2 separate regions of the Macaca fascicularis genome follow, and region 1 is linked to region 2. The links are chromatin contacts, called in public Hi-C maps. All regions are on one chromosome and are shown on one strand. Each heading gives the region's core, a stretch centred on a gene start, on an enhancer-like site or on the middle of the called end of the contact. The rest is flanking DNA. Distances are from core to core; before and after follow the strand shown.

The links. Hi-C and Micro-C count contacts between places; a contact is called where the count stands out from the background.
Region 1: a Hi-C map of liver shows a contact between it and region 2, with 2.4 times the contacts expected there. The contact joins the enhancer-like site here to the promoter of SERTAD2 in region 2. A contact is called at or near these places in 2 of 2 Hi-C or Micro-C datasets (liver and skeletal muscle).

What each region holds. Positions count from the first base shown.
Region 1 is chr13:57,280,417-57,283,116 of T2T-MFA8v1.1, forward strand. All of the region lies in intron 1 of SERTAD2 (SERTA domain containing 2), which reads left to right. Among named protein-coding and RNA genes, the nearest start is that of SERTAD2, 110 kb to the left of the region's middle. Within about 2 kb of position 1,440, at least 3 of the 6 cell types and tissues checked have an H3K27ac peak or open chromatin away from gene starts, as enhancers often do.
Region 2 is chr13:57,169,389-57,172,317 of T2T-MFA8v1.1, forward strand. SERTAD2 (SERTA domain containing 2) reads left to right here and starts at 1,602. Exons shown (of 2, transcript XM_005575742.4): 1 at 1,602-2,241. LOC123568373 (a long non-coding RNA gene) reads right to left here and starts at 1,109. Exons shown (of 3, transcript XR_006691678.3): 1 at 1-1,109.

The DNA of each region.
Region 1 (2,700 bases), core at 190-2,689, 110 kb after region 2:
GCCTCAGCAGGTATCAACATTTTGTCAAATCTCGTTTCATCTACATGGCCAGGTTTTGGGGTTTTTGTTTGTTTGTTTGTTTTGGAGTATTTTAAAGCAAATTCCAGGCATCAGAGCATATTATGTTTTTGTTAACTTCAGGTTAAAAACTGTATAATTCTACTCAATCTTTTACTTGAATTAAGTGTGCCATTCCCAAGTAATCCTTTTTCTTTATAAATTTTTTAAAAAATTCCTTAAAACTGAGAAAACAAATAAAGCTTTTTTCTTTCTAATTTTTTTTTTTTTAAATCGAGTGTACCATACTTTTAGCCAGAATCCTTAGGTAAAATAAAACAATTGACAGCATTCTCATTGTCCTTGGAAGAAGGTGATTGGTGTCCATAGCTTCATAAGAGTTGGGATTAAAACTTAAAATTCCCAGCTGGCAGAGGAACCACTGACACAGGATATTAGAAACATTTTATACCATTGACATTTATATTCTAAAAAGCCCATTTTCTTTCCAGATGTGTACTAACAAGGCCGTAATTTAAAGAAATAATTATTTGAAACATTCTCTCCCAGAATTTGACTATATTTTGCTTACTAAATGCAGTTGTCAACATTTTTAAAAATTATTTTACTAGGAGAAAAGATTATATTTGACAAACCTCCAGTATTGGAAATTGTCTTCAATTTAATAGAAGCATGTAAAAATCTGAGAGGAGAAACTAGGATTTAAAAAATTTGAACTTCAGAAAACAACCCCAAACAGTAAAAGTTGTTTCTTAAATTTACTTAGGGTTTGACTTCCTGGTCGAATTTCAGTGTATCCTCAGGCTTCCCCGCCCCCTGCCCTCTTCTCCACTGTCAAGAAAGCCAGGATTGCTCCTGCAGGTCTTCGTCAAATGCAGGGTCTGATCTTGCACAAACAGCCTAAGTTGCGTTGCCCTGCGGGCCCCCGCGCGGCCGGTGCGCAGCGGGAGAGCCCGGAGGAGGCGCCGGCAGCAAACAGTGGTATCGGGTTACAGGTTCAGAATATCGCTGGAGCACTGGTGACTGGCTTTATAATTACATTGCCGATTTGTTAGGGGAGGCTTGTCTTCCTTACCAATTAGCATGGATGTTACTGCAGGGGCCTCAAATTCTGGATGAGTTTTGGTTGTTTTGTTTTTGTTTTTGTTTTTGTTTTAAAGCATCCCGATCCATAGAACTTCATGGGTTCTGTTACTAACACTCCCTCTTGTCTTTGGGCATCCTTACGGTGTCTGTAAATAAGCCAGAGACGGTCTCTCCCTGTTGGAACGTTTGCCCCTGTTTCTGCCCACTCCCCTCGGCCAGACGCAGTTGTTTTGGGGTCCGAGGTCTACTTTTGCTCTTTGGATACCCCAGCACCCCCCCGCACCGTGCTGGAGGGGACAGCCCACATCCCGTGCCTGCTGCAGTGTCAGGACACACGAGCCCCGGCTGAGGACGTGCCTGTTTCTCTTAGCTTCCTTTCTGATTCTGCCAGCATCATCCACCACTGCAACCTTTTCAGGGCAGCCTCTTTGTTTTCGCTGCTGTGTTTTCTTGTTCCTTGGGGGAGGAGGGTGTTAAAAGCCTGGACATGATCAAGATTTCTTAGTCCAGTGTGTTGTTTAAGGTGTAATATTTTAAGTGTAGAAAGTTGTCTAAGCAAATAGCTTCCCCCAATTAGGATCGGGCTTCTCCTTCCGGCTCAGAAGTTGCTGTGTCACACTACGACAGCAGCCTGGAGGCAGAGCACTGGGGTCCTCAGCGTCCCACCCTCAGGCTGGTGGGAGGTTCCCTTTTGTCATGAACAGAGGCTCTCCCACTTGGATGCCTCAAAAGCAGGGTCCTAAATGCATTGGAAGGCCAGCCTGTGGAGTGAGGAGAAGAGAAACAGCATATTCTGTGTTTCAGAAGTTGTCTCAAAACAATCCTGGCCCTACTTCGAGCCTCTTTTCGGCTCAGAAGTCTGCCACATGCCCAGCTAATTTTACCAGGGGCACCCCTTCTACCACCACCGCCAAAAGACACCAGCAGAATGAATGTGTTTCCACTTAGGGCTGTGGGCTTTGGTGCCACAGGATGTCAGGGGAAGGGAAGAACCGCTGCCAGCCTTCTTGTAAGACAATTGCCACACGTCTTCTCTCAGCTTTTTTCTGACAAAGAAGTGGGTGCATGAGGGCAGATCACTACTTTGAGCGTTGGCATTGGGGTAAAGGCCTCATCTTTCTTGTTTTAGCGTTAGCATTGGCACCTCTGGACTCGTCAGCAACCAGTGGTCACACCAGCAGCCATATGGGACAGTGTAACTGATGAGGTTAGGGATACGACTCGTTAAAGCTCCTCTTTGAATTAGGAGCCTTTTTCCTGAGAGCTGTTAGCTAGCGTTTTGAAAACATTCCTGTTGAAGTATAGCATGCATGTGGAGCCGTGCAGGATCCCGCGTGTGCAGGCCGGTGACTCATCACGAGGCAGGCCCCAGCTGCACTCTCCACCCAGGTGAGCGGCAGAGCATGGCCAGCTCGCCCCACTGGCCGCCGGTACACCACGGCAGACACGGGAGTTCAGTGTTGCCTTGTTACCTGACTTTTAAAACAACATACCACTTAATTGTGAAGCCTGCTGCACTCTTGAGAAGAGAGCATACAGAATGTCTAGTTGTTGCTGTTTCCCAAAAGGAAATTGGAAAAAGCTCTTGAAAAGGTG
Region 2 (2,929 bases), core at 352-2,851:
TACACACACACACACGCGCGTATGTAAAGATTTCGCTCACTTCAAGACTCCAAACCTAAATTATTCCTAGGTTTCTCCAGATGACTCCTTTGTGGAAAGGGGACGTCGGATATTCTAAGTGAATTTGAATAGAGATGCAACGTCTAATTTGCCTTTCCTTAGTTTCTTCACAGAAGCAATTGTCTTTAAGTCTCAAATAACGTGCAGAAATGCACCTGTGGGGAAGAAGGTGGGTTCTTGCCAGTGTATTTGCTTTAGTGAACTTCTCCATTCAGGTTTATTGGTGGTTACAGTTACAGTACTTTCAAGTACAAGGGTGTGGAAAGGGTTAAGGTCTGTAAAATGATTGCTGGACAGTAGCCAAGAAACTGAGAAAAGCCATAGCTCCTGGGAATCAGCAGGGAGGAGAAGATCTAGTAGTGGGTGCTGTGGAGCACTGCCGTCAGGGTTCAAGGTGAGCCAGTGGGAGGAAGAGCAGTGCGGGAGGGAGGGTTGGAGGAAGCTGAGGTATCGACATGCATTTACAGCTTCGCTCATACCAGGTTAAGAAGTGCCTTTTCCAGAAATTCAGTAAAGAAACAGGACATATGCAGGAGCTGTTTCGACCTGCCCACACCCTACCCCGACTTTCCCAGAAAACAGGCAAGCAAGCAAGGGGCAAATGTCACGGCCAAGCCTCCCGCCTACGGCTTCCAGCCTCCTCAGATCCCAGCGCACAGCCCCGCCGGACTTCCCCCGGAGCGGTTTCCAAAAGTGGGCACTGCGTGATCTGATTCACTCCAAATCTGGCTGTCCCTCGGGAGTGGGCTTTGGCCGCAGGGGCTCCCCGGCAGCGCCAGGCAGAGGCTGAGCAGCAGCAGCAGCCGTCTGCACGCAGAGTAAGGAGCCAGCCTCCGCCGCCGCCTCCTCCTGCCGGATCGAAGTAGGCAGCACAGCCAGTCCCTATCGCTGTCACGCAGCCAGCAGCGGGCCCCCGCCCCCCCCGCGCGGCCCCGGCCCTCACACTGTTATTTGCGTGACTGACCCGAGCGGCGCGGGAGGGGAGGGCGGGCCCGGAGAGGCGCGGGCGGAGAGGGGGAGGCCGGCCGCCCGCTCCTTCCCCTCAGGCCGGCTGCGGAAGCCCTCTCCTCCCCATTGGTCACGCGCTCGAGTCCATCACTCCCGCGAGGCGCTCGGATTGGCAGAAGGCGCACTTCTGGAGCGAGGAGGGCCGAGTAACTCCGCGGGTCTCCGGCACCTCCTCCTTTCCTCCACCCCACACTTGAACGTCCACCCACCTCTCCCCACCCCCCACTCCACTGCCCCCGCCCCGCTCGCGGCAGTGTCCTTAGAAGACTCATTGGGCCAGGGGTGCAGCCAGCCGCTTAACGAGCCGCTCCGCCATAGGTCGAGGCCCACGCCCGTCGGAACAGCGGGCCTCACCATTGGGTAGCTCCGCTCCGCTCCCGCCCCCTCAGCGCCTCAGCCTCCCGTCGCCGCCTCCCAGCCCAGCTCTCCCTCGGCCCCCTTACCCCGCCCGTCCCCGCCGCATCTCCCCTGTCCAGCTGGGCGGGGATTGCTGTACGACTCTGTAAAGTCTGTGAGTCACTGCACAACCCATCAATCCAATTAAATGTCTTGAGCGAGCCGAGCAGGCGGTGCTGCCGCCCGCCGCCGCTCGCCCAGCCGCGGCCGCCCCTGCTCCTGCTTGCAGCGCCCCTCTGATCCATGGCTGTCTGTCTGTACTTGTTACGGTGTAACATCCTCCTCCTCCTCCTTCTCCTCCTCCTCCTCCTCGGGAGCCGCTGCAACTTCCCCTCAGCCAGCCTCCTCCTCTGCTTGGGGACTGCAAAGGCATGGGATAGACCCAGAGCCACTTCCCTCTGTCTCCCCTCCAGCCCTCGCTCAATTTTCCCCCCTTTAAATTAAAGTCTGTTCCTCGCTCCTCGTCGTTTTAGAGATTTATTGGTCGGTCTATTATTTCCCCTGATTTTGTTTTCCCTCTGTGGGGCAGGGATCGCAGGGGCCGGTGGGTTTATTTTAGGGAGGGGGCGCTCCATCACCCCACCCCTCCGTTTCTCCTCCTCCCTTTTCGGCCGTGACTTGATTTCCCCGCTCCTCTGCGCTCCCAACCCTCGAACTCACCGTCCTGTACTCGAGTGACGCACAGACACCCCCCGCCCACAGCCCAGACGTCCCCTCCCTCGCTGCCACCCCGACCCGTCTCGGAGCTGGACCGGGTGCCGACTTCTTCGCAGAAGGGTGAGTGCTGTGCTGGGTTGGGTGGGGAGGATCTGAAAAAATGTGGTGGACGGTCCACTGTTGGGGAGGGTAGGGATCAGGTTGTGGGCTGCAGGTTCCCGGTCCGGCATGGATTTAAGGTGGCGACTCCCTCCTTTCCTCCCTCCCTCACTCCCGCTTCCCCCGCCCCTCAACTCCTTATTCACCAGCCTTGCTGTATATCTAGGTATTGCCAGACTTCCACCATCGGGGCATTATAACGCTTATAAAACATTTGGTAATGGCATGCTTTCTGTCTTTAGGATGCTTAGTGAGCAGTGATAGCCACCAATGTGATCCGATAGATTCTATCACCTGCAAAAAGTGTAAAAGGGACGATGGGTACATTTTCTTCTAATTCAAAGTTAAACTTTTATTCAATAAAGGGGAAGCAAAAAGATATTTTTAATTTGAATGCGTAGCGATAGAGCAGCGATAGAGCAGCGATAGATCAGAGAAAGACAGATTGTCTAGTGGCATTGCTTAGTGTTTTTATTTGAAAATAGTTTTATGGGTTCCCTATTGAAAAAATATCAAGTCTGTATCAAAGGTTATGAAGTCTTTGAACCTGTTGGAGGAAAGCAAGGTAAGATGGAAATCCAGCTTGACACTTCATCTTTAGCTCACCTCTGTTCCAGGGAGGCATTACAGCACAGAGTTTTAAATTTCT